3 separate regions of the Mus musculus genome follow, and all the other regions are linked to region 3. A link is a contact called in public HiChIP or PLAC-seq data. All regions are on one chromosome and are shown on one strand. Each heading gives the region's core, a stretch centred on a gene start, on an enhancer-like site or on the middle of the called end of the contact. The rest is flanking DNA. Distances are from core to core; before and after follow the strand shown.

Region 1 (2,801 bases), core at 244-2,743, 130 kb after region 3:
TCAATTCCTTCCCATAATACTATAAAATCTAGTTGGTCAAAACCGGGAATGCCGCCAGACTTAGAGAAAGAAAGGATGTTTGGTTAAAATGGAAATGCTGCCAGGAAGGCAAGAGTGATGCTTAAGTGAATTCAGAGCAAAGGCAAGCCGGTTCCCCAGGCGTGTTGATGGCAGGTGCATAGCATATATATCTCTTCAGCCTCCAGGCGCCTGTGAGCACGCGCTGAGACAAAAAGAGCTTCCAGAGAGAAGTAAAACTTGTTCATGGACTCAAAAGATACAATACGGCACATAAAATCAATTTTTCAAAGGCAAACGCCAGTAGTAAATTTGCTGGATTATAGCCACTGGGCTTGGAATGGACACGGGGGAAGGTGCTGATTTGTCAAAGTCCCCAGTATGCAATCTCTGGGGACAAACGCTACCGGGTCTGAGGAGAGAACCCACTGTCATCCTTTTCACACATGCTTGGGATGATGGATTGTCGGGCCTAGTGAGTAGTAGTGTGTTCATCTGTGCTGTGTAGCTCGGCGACCCAGCTGCTAGCCCAGCCCGGTTGGCTCATCACTGGCTGCTCCGACCCTCACCCGCTCTCATCCGGCCACCTGCGCCACTGCTCTCCAGTGAGGGTTCCCGTTCTCACGGGCTTCGTTTCGGTCTCTTCTAATCCACTGGCTTTCTCTAGAATTTCCCAGGGCTGCCAGAGTCTCTCCGCTCTTATCTTTGCCAGCGTGCCTCCTCTACGGACTTTAAAGGTGGCACTTTCCTCTGCGACCTGCTCCTAAAATTCCCCTCAAAGTATTCGCAGATTCTCAACCGGGCTTCACTGGAGATGAAACCCCAGTTCGAACTCCTCAATGCCGAGCCTCAGGACAGACGATCCTGCTCACCTCGAGCCCCCACCCTCCAACCTTCCTGACCTTCAGAACCGTTGCTTCCTCCATCAGCTAAGAAGTTCAGCAGCCTAGACTCCAGTCCAAAAGTGCTCCGGCTGAGCACCCTAGGCCTCAGTTTCCTTGCAAAGCTATAGACTTCTAAAGATGCCGCCAGCACTGCCACCCCAGCAGGCAGGAGTTTTTGGCTAACTGACCTCGGTGGCTTCGTCTACCTCTACTGGCTCTTTTGCACAGCCACATTTGATTTCACCGTTTTTCCTGTATATCTCGGCGGAAGGTGGGGCTGTTTATTTTTTAAAGCATATGTAAGTATTGAATAAGCCCGGCCATGCCCTAAACCTAAAAAATTCAAAGGCATAAGGACCTTTCTAGCTCGAATAGCTTCCCAGACAGGATCCACTAGACACAGACTTGAAGACCCTCACAATCCACCTTTTCCCAGTGCCGGAGAGCGCTCTAGCCCGAGTTCCGAACCGCCACGCCCCAACTTGAACACCCACCTCTAGGCGCCAGTTCCGAGGGCGCAGTACTCCGGCTCCGCTCCAGCGTGGTGCGGCTGCCGCCTGCTGCTCCCAACGTCCAGGGAAAGGCGCGGCACAGCCCCAACCTGGGGCCAGCGCATCTGCCAAGAGCAGCAGCCTCTGGGCTCGCCTGGCACCCGGGAGCCCCGCCCACCCATCCGGGCCCGCCCCACTCCAGGCCGGTGGTCCGCCCTCCGTTTTCATTGCTCCTCCCCATCCACCCATACCTCCTCTTGGTAGCTGGAACAGAACATGAGCCCTAAGAAATGGTGAATGAATGCATGTATGTATGTATGCCTGCATGAATGAATGGAGAAACCGAAGTGATGGGAGAGGTGGCAAGAGAATGTTTCCTAACTGGGGAGGGCGCCGCGTGTCTGAGTTAGTGCATGGGTGGGTGTCTGTGAAGGCGTTGCCGCATGTATATACATATATATATATATATATACATATATATATATATATATATATATATATATATATATATATATATATATATGTGTGTGTGTGTGTGTGTGTGTGTGTGTGTGTGTGTGTGTGTGTGTGTATGTGTATGAGTGCGTGTGGAAGTATGTGTGGGAGAAAGCCCTGACTGGCCCTTGGTTAGAGCGAACATAGAGGGATTGGCTGGGAAGTGTTTCTTAGCTATAATAAGAGTTTAATGTGGTCCAAAGGCTGAGATGCAGGTAGAGAGATATTCTGGAAAATCTTTGGTTTGTACATCTTTCAGGCTGCTGTGGCTGTGCAGCGGTCGGTCGGTGGCTTCTGGTGTCAAAGCGTGTCTGTTAACAATGCCAGAGTTGGGGAAGGGAGCAGCTGAGGCTCAGGGTTTGACTCCATTAGGCAGGTGGCCAGCCATCCCTCATTTCAGAGAGGTCTGAAATTTCAGTCTGTCGTCCCCTCCCCCGCGATGAATATTTAAATAATGTTAATGACCTTTGGAAAACCGAGCAGTCTAGAAGTCCTTAGAGAGGACACCAATATACCCATAAATGGCCCAGACAGAAAACAGCATTTTCAAAAAGCAAGCTATTGTGCGTCTTACTCAGCTTTAGGGCAAGTTTTCTGCAGAGGAAAAATCACATCAAGCGGAGTCAGATTCAGCTGTTCACCAGGGAAGCGCTTTCCCGGTGATCCACAACCTCCCAAGTCTGACTCCTTTATAGTCCCTGGGGCTTTTCCAGTTCGCCCTAGCCATCCCCTCCTCCGCCCACAATCACAAGGCCCGGGGCTCAACTTCTTAAAATCTGTTTGAATGACAAACACAGCGGGAGAAAAGTCCAAGTCCCAGCCGGATTTCATTTCCCTAACTTCCTTTGTATTGGAAATCTGGGACCTCCCCAGGTTAGGGAAGTGAAATCAGACTGGGATTTCCCTAAAAGCG
Region 2 (2,797 bases), core at 99-2,598, 180 kb after region 3:
CTCTCTCTCTCTCCCTCTCTCTCTCTCTGTCTCTCTCTGTCTCTCTCTGTCTCTCTCTGTCTCTGTCTCTGTCTCTGTCTCTGTCTCTCTCTCTCTCTCGTTCTTTTTAGACAGGGTCTCACAGTGTAGCCCTGGCTGTCCCTGGAGCTCATTCTTTAGATCAGGCTGGCTTTGACTTTACAGCTATCGTCCTGCCTCTGCCTCCTGAGTGCTGGGACTAAAGAATGTGTGCTATCCTGAGTTCTTATATACAGATGCACACCACTTCATCAAGACGATGGCCAAGGAATCACAAGGGGGAATTCCAAGAAAAGCAAAGAAGAAGATGACTTAGAGAGATGGAAACCACATCTCTACTCAAAGGTTCAGAAGGCAACAGGGGAGACCAACGACTTCCAATAAGATTCTCCTTAGAGGGCTGGAGAGATGGTTGAGCGGTTAAGAGCACTGACTGCTCCTCCAGAGGTCCTGAGTTCAATTCCTAGCAACCACATGATGGTTTACAACCATCTGTGATGGGGATCTGATGCCCTCTTCTAGTGTTTCTGAAGACAGCAACAGTGTACCCACATACATGAAATAAATAAATCTTTAAAAGGAAAAAAGACTCATCTTTGAAGGTGGAATGCCTCAGACTCGGGAGGGCTGAGCTAGTGTAGGAAGAGAGCCTTGGTAGCCACATCATTAAGGTGGGGTAGGAACTAGCTGAGACATAGATGCTACCTCTCAAAGAGCATCTCTCATTCTATCTCTGGAAGCAGTGGGTCAACTGGTGACACAGAGACCTTTCCAATCCAGTATGTTTACTGAGCTCAGGCAGGCTACTGAATAGATGAGCCTGGCCTGTCAGGGTATTTGATATCCCAGTCATTTCTTCTGATTACAGCTGGCTTCCTCAGCACATCCCAGACTCATCTCTAGACTGTGGCGCTGGGAAGGATGGGGCTACCCTCTTCTCCCTTCTCTGTCTACTCCATCCATCGCTGAAAGACAAGCACCCGTCCGTTCACTCACCCACTCACCTCTAGGGTTTTCTGGTAAATGCTTCTTAACTCCAATGTTATGATTTGGGGAAAAGCTAAGATCCACTACCTTCCCGCCACATTCCAGCGCGGGCCTGGGTGGCCATCTGAGTGGCTCTGGGCCCCCTTGATGGCCACTCAAGGGCCCTTCTTCTAAACTCCAGAACTGGGTCACCTTGTCCTTATTGTGAACTGAAAATGGAGACATTGGGAGTTAAAGACAGTCATGTCCCCAGCAGTGGAAAGAGCTTGCCTGAAAGGGTGTTGACCAAAGAGAGAGGCAAGGGGTCAGCAGGATGGCTCTGGAATCTGGAATCCCTGGTTAGTCACGCTCAAGCTCTGGTTAGTCATAGTGCCCAGCTGGCCCTTTGCCCTTCCTGTCATCAGGCTGTGTGAGTTAATAAACACCCATTTTTTTTCCAGACCAGTTCAAATTTGGTTTTGTGTCTTGCAACCCAAAGACTCCTGACAGACATATGCTCGGGCTCCTTCTGGATCCAGGAAATCACGAGGAAGCACACGGTCATTCTACATCTCCCTTCCATCAATACTTGCGGTCTGAGTAATCTGGAGGGCACATGTAGCCTAGAAGTGAGATGGTGGAGCAGGGGCATCAGGCTGCCCACTTCTGCAAAAGCACAGCTGGGGGCAGACTGTTGAAGTCCATGCAAACAGAAAGCAGAAAGAGGCCAGATCAACTCAGGCCCAATAAAAGTTGGAGTCGACATTAGGTTAACTTAATTTCAATAAATACGCCTTGGGGTTGTTCCTAAAAAAACTCTGTGTGTGTGTGTGTGTGTGTGTGTGTGTGTGTGTGTGTGTGTATGAGTGTGTGTGAGCACATGTGGACTGTATAGTATGTGTGTTTGTGAGAGTGTGCACATGTATGAGAGTGTATGTGTGTTTGTCTGTGTAAAAGAGTGTGTGTGAGTGTGAGAGTGGGTGCACATATGTGAGTGTGTGTGCTGTGAGTTTGTATATGAGTATATGTGTATGTGGTGCGTGTATGATATGTGAGTGTGTGAATGTGTGTATGCATGTGAGAGTGTAGGTGTGTGTGAGAGTGTGAATGTGTGCAGGTGTGTGAATGTGTGTGAAAGTATGTGTGTATATTTGTATGAGTGTATGTGTGTGTGTATGATGTGTGTGTATGTGTGACTGTCTTTGAATGTGTGAATGTATGTGTGTGTGAGTGTGTGTGTTTATGTGTGTATGCATCTCTCTATAAATACCCATGTTGGATGTCCTGTTCTATCAGAATCACCTTACTACCTTGAGGCAGAGTCTCTCACTGAATCTGAACCTGAACCTGAACATTTATATTAGTTACCATTTTCTATTGCTGTGATAAACTACCACGATCAAGTCAATTTATAAAAGAAAGCATCTGATTCAGCATACTGTTCAGAGGCTTAGCGGCCATACTGTTAGAGCAGAGGTTTAGTGGCCATACTGTTAGAGTAGAGGTTTAGCGCCATACTATTAGAGCAGAGGCTTAGCGGTCATACTATCAGAGCAGAGGTGTGCTGGCAGGAACAGCTGGGAGCTCAGAGCTCACATCTCAAAACCACAAGCAGAAATGAGAGGGGGAGCTCTGGAAATGGCAAGAAAAATCTTTTGCAACCTCACCCTGTTCCCAGTGACACACGTCCTCCAACAAGGCCACACCTCCTAATGCCTCCCAAAAATTTTGACCAACTGGGGACCAAGTCTTCAAACATACGAGCCTGTGGAGGCCATTCCCATCCAAACCAGTATACCATTTCAGTTGGGTT
Region 3 (2,785 bases), core at 87-2,586:
ACACACATGGGCATGTGTATCCGTACAAATGTGTACATATAACTCCTGAAAGGAAGGGAGGGAGCGAGGGAGGAAGGCAGAGATCAATCTAGGATCACTTCTTGATTCTATATATTCCTAACAATAAAATCTTCCCAATAACAAATTATCTTTTTCAAAACGAATGGCATTTTCAAGTGAGATTTCCCCACAAAGCACCCTGCACCATCTGGCTCCCTCCTGCTGCCAGAAAGATCAAAGACACCCCAACTATAACATCTAAAACTAGTCCCCTGTTGCTCCTCCCCGGTCATCTCTCCCTTCCTTCCTGTTTCCCTGAATGGTACTGTCATGGTCTACCCAACAAAAGCTAAATCTTACCAGCTCAGTTCCAGTTCTCTTGCTGCCATCTTAAATCTGGAGCCTGCAATGTGCCCTACTAGGAAGTAGGTTTATTGCCAATTTAATTAGTTAAATTAAGATGAGGTTATCAGGCTAAGCACTAATCCAGTGACTGGTGTCCTTATAAAAGGGGAAAATTTCAACATGAGAACATTACAACGAGACAAAGGTGAAGTGATTCCTTCATAAAAATGAAGGCCACCAGGCTGCAAAAGCAAGCCAGCAGGAGCTAGTCAAGGTTTATAGAACACTCTCCCACAGGATCGGACTCTGATCACACGTGATCTTGGATTTATAGTCTCTGAAACAAATAGAACAATGTCTGATGTTTAAACCACCCAGTTTGTGAGACTTTGTGATGGCAGCCCCAGTGAACTACCTTGACTACTCTTTGAAGATTTACCCTCCTCCATCCCCTACCCATTGCTCTGCAAGAGTGGCCAGTGGTAAGGATTGCCTTAGGAGAAAGAATCGCACTTACTTGAGTAAGCAGAGCAGAGCAGGGATAGATCACGGCTAGTGTAAGAAGAGGCAGTGTCTGCCATTCGCAGAAATGATAGGGCTGGCAAAAAGGGGGTGAGGGTGCACGTAGCTGTGGGCAAAATAAACACCCACTTGTTACTTAGTTGGAAAAAGCCAAGACCACAAAGGCTGCTCAAATGTCAAAGAGGTGGGGTTGGCGGGAAGCCAGGGCTACCCTGGACTCTGTCTCTATGGCAGACTTTATGCCGGAGTTTTTATCTGAGAGGTGTGCTGGGGGCTGCCTTCAAACCTTAGGGTGACCTTGTACACATCGGAGCCCCAGCTTTTGAAGTTGCAGAAGCTGTTTCTTTTTTTTTGTGGTGGTTGCTCATTAAGCCAGCAGGTTTTGATGACCTGCTAAGTCAAGTTCAAAATCTGTGAACTGAGCAGGCACCTGGCACTCCTCAGACCAGCTCGGCTCTGCCAGGAAACTGGAATCTCACGGTGGCCCTCGGAACGGCTTTCTAAGCTTGACCATCACTCAAGGAAGCCGTCTGGAATAAAAGCTCCCTGGACTGAGAAAGAGCGCAGCAGCTGAGCTGGATCCCTCGCTCGCTCAACTCCTACCTGTGGCTCTTCAACCCTCCCCACCTTCTCCTCCTGCCCACCCCACTCTCTGCTCTTAACCGCTCCTCACTCCATTCTCTCCTTGTCTTTCCGCTGCCCCCTTTTCAGCCCCTCTCCGAATCCTCCTCTTTAGTTAAGAACTAACTGTTCCCCACTCTTCCTCTCCCCACCTCCCCGATCTTGTCCCTTCCGTTTCTCCTTCTCTCTCCCCCCGTATCTTGCCAGCTTCTCTCCTTGCTCCCTGTTCTTCTTCTCTTTCTTTCACGCTACCGTCTACACTTCTTTTCTCCTCCCCTCCCCCTGCCTCAGCCCTCAGTGTTTGCTCTTCTCCCGGATGCGGATGAAAGGGTTGGCCTGCCCGTGCCCTGCTCTACCCAAGTTCTTGGAACTGGGGACCTGCTTAATGGCTGAGGGTTCCAGGACTCAGGCGCCAGGTCAAGGGCCTCCTGTAAACATCCAGTTTCTTCGTGCCCAGTATGAAGGTCTGAGGAAACAGCAGAGGACCCAGGCCCACCTAATGGTGTTCCCTAAAGGTAGGGCTGGGCGTGTGTTGCAGAGGGGGGAACTTCTGTGGGTGGAACCGGGGGGACTGAAAGTCCACGGAGAGGAAGAAAAAAGCTGTTTGCTGACCCAGTCAGCACCGAGCCACGGAAGCTTGATCAGGGTGGCTGTGCCCAGCCTGTTTCTTAGCCAAAGGAACAGAGGCCTCTCTGCCAAGCATTTGGCCAACGGCCACTGTTCCTGGTCTCCGTGTCTATTTTCCCCTAATTCTGATCTGGCTTGACTGGTTGGTCAGGTGAGCAGTCTTGGCACCCTCCTACTAGGCTAAGTAGGATGATGGAGAGTCAGCCTCCTGACTGGATCCACAGGCAAAACAGAGAGAATGGCTTTGCAGAAGAAAGATGGGGAGTCCCAATTTTAGAGCAACTGGCTGAGTCAGGATTCAGGGCTCAAGCAGGCAAAGAGTTCTACATTCTACAGTGATAGGTATCACACCTTAGCACAGAGCGGTTCTGCACAGGCTTGGGACAAAGCCTGAGTTTACCTTCCCCCATGCCCCCTCCAGACTAAACCAAACCAAAGCCGGTGGAAAGATAAAAGATGGGGGGCTGTGGTTAAGATCACAGCGTTGCTCTTGCAGAGAGGATCTGGGGTCCATTCCAGCACCTACATGGTGGCTTGCAACCCTCTCGCTCCAGTTCCAATCCTTTTCTGAACTCCACAGGCACCAGGCATGCATGTGGTGCACATATGTACATGCAGGCAAAAACATTTCTACGTGCAAAAATAAAATTAATCTTGAAAGCCTCTTTTA

Evidence for each region. HiChIP or PLAC-seq counts read pairs in DNA pulled down with a chosen protein or histone mark.
Region 1: a contact with region 3 is called in an H3K4me3 HiChIP or PLAC-seq map of the SCID.adh cell line, with 14 read pairs. The contact joins the enhancer-like site here to the promoter of D630039A03Rik in region 3. A contact is called at or near these places in 2 of 15 datasets of contacts at CTCF or cohesin (CD8 T cells and the NIH/3T3 cell line), 12 of 484 Hi-C or Micro-C datasets (the AML12 cell line, B cells, adipose-derived mesenchymal stem cells and 6 more), 9 of 115 datasets of contacts at active chromatin or transcription factors (the SCID.adh cell line, embryonic stem cells, memory CD8 T cells and 2 more) and 3 of 9 other capture datasets (adipose tissue, liver and pancreatic islet).
Region 2: an H3K4me3 HiChIP or PLAC-seq map of the SCID.adh cell line shows a contact between it and region 3, with 16 read pairs. The contact joins the enhancer-like site here to the promoter of D630039A03Rik in region 3. A contact is called at or near these places in 4 of 15 datasets of contacts at CTCF or cohesin (CD8 T cells, the NIH/3T3 cell line, embryonic stem cells and 1 more), 17 of 484 Hi-C or Micro-C datasets (the C2C12 cell line, CD4 T cells, CD8 T cells and 7 more), 8 of 115 datasets of contacts at active chromatin or transcription factors (CD8 T cells, the SCID.adh cell line, embryonic stem cells and 2 more) and 3 of 9 other capture datasets (adipose tissue, embryonic stem cells and liver).

The regions. Positions count from the first base shown.
Region 1 is chr4:57,780,918-57,783,718 of GRCm38.p6, reverse strand. All of the region lies in intron 7 of Pakap (paralemmin A kinase anchor protein), which reads right to left. Among named protein-coding and RNA genes, the nearest start is that of Gm35099, 27 kb to the right of the region's middle. Within about 2 kb of position 1,493, at least 207 of the 459 cell types and tissues checked have an H3K27ac peak or open chromatin away from gene starts, as enhancers often do. A contact at or near this core is called in the AML12 cell line, B cells, CD8 T cells and 10 more, where this site is marked.
Region 2 is chr4:57,734,217-57,737,013 of GRCm38.p6, reverse strand. The region is part of intron 6 of Pakap (paralemmin A kinase anchor protein); the gene reads right to left. The region is part of intron 3 of Gm35099 (a long non-coding RNA gene); the gene reads left to right. Among named protein-coding and RNA genes, the nearest start is that of Gm35099, 20 kb to the left of the region's middle. Within about 2 kb of position 1,348, at least 50 of the 459 cell types and tissues checked have an H3K27ac peak or open chromatin away from gene starts, as enhancers often do. A contact at or near this core is called in the C2C12 cell line, the HL-1 cell line, the NIH/3T3 cell line and 2 more, where this site is marked.
Region 3 is chr4:57,914,815-57,917,599 of GRCm38.p6, reverse strand. D630039A03Rik (RIKEN cDNA D630039A03 gene) reads left to right here and starts at 1,336. Exons shown (of 2, transcript NM_178727.2): 1 at 1,336-2,003. The coding sequence starts at 1,805. It overlaps Gm42293 (a long non-coding RNA gene), which reads right to left and starts at 1,092. Exons shown (of 5, transcript XR_881308.3): 1 at 863-1,092; 2 at 1-45.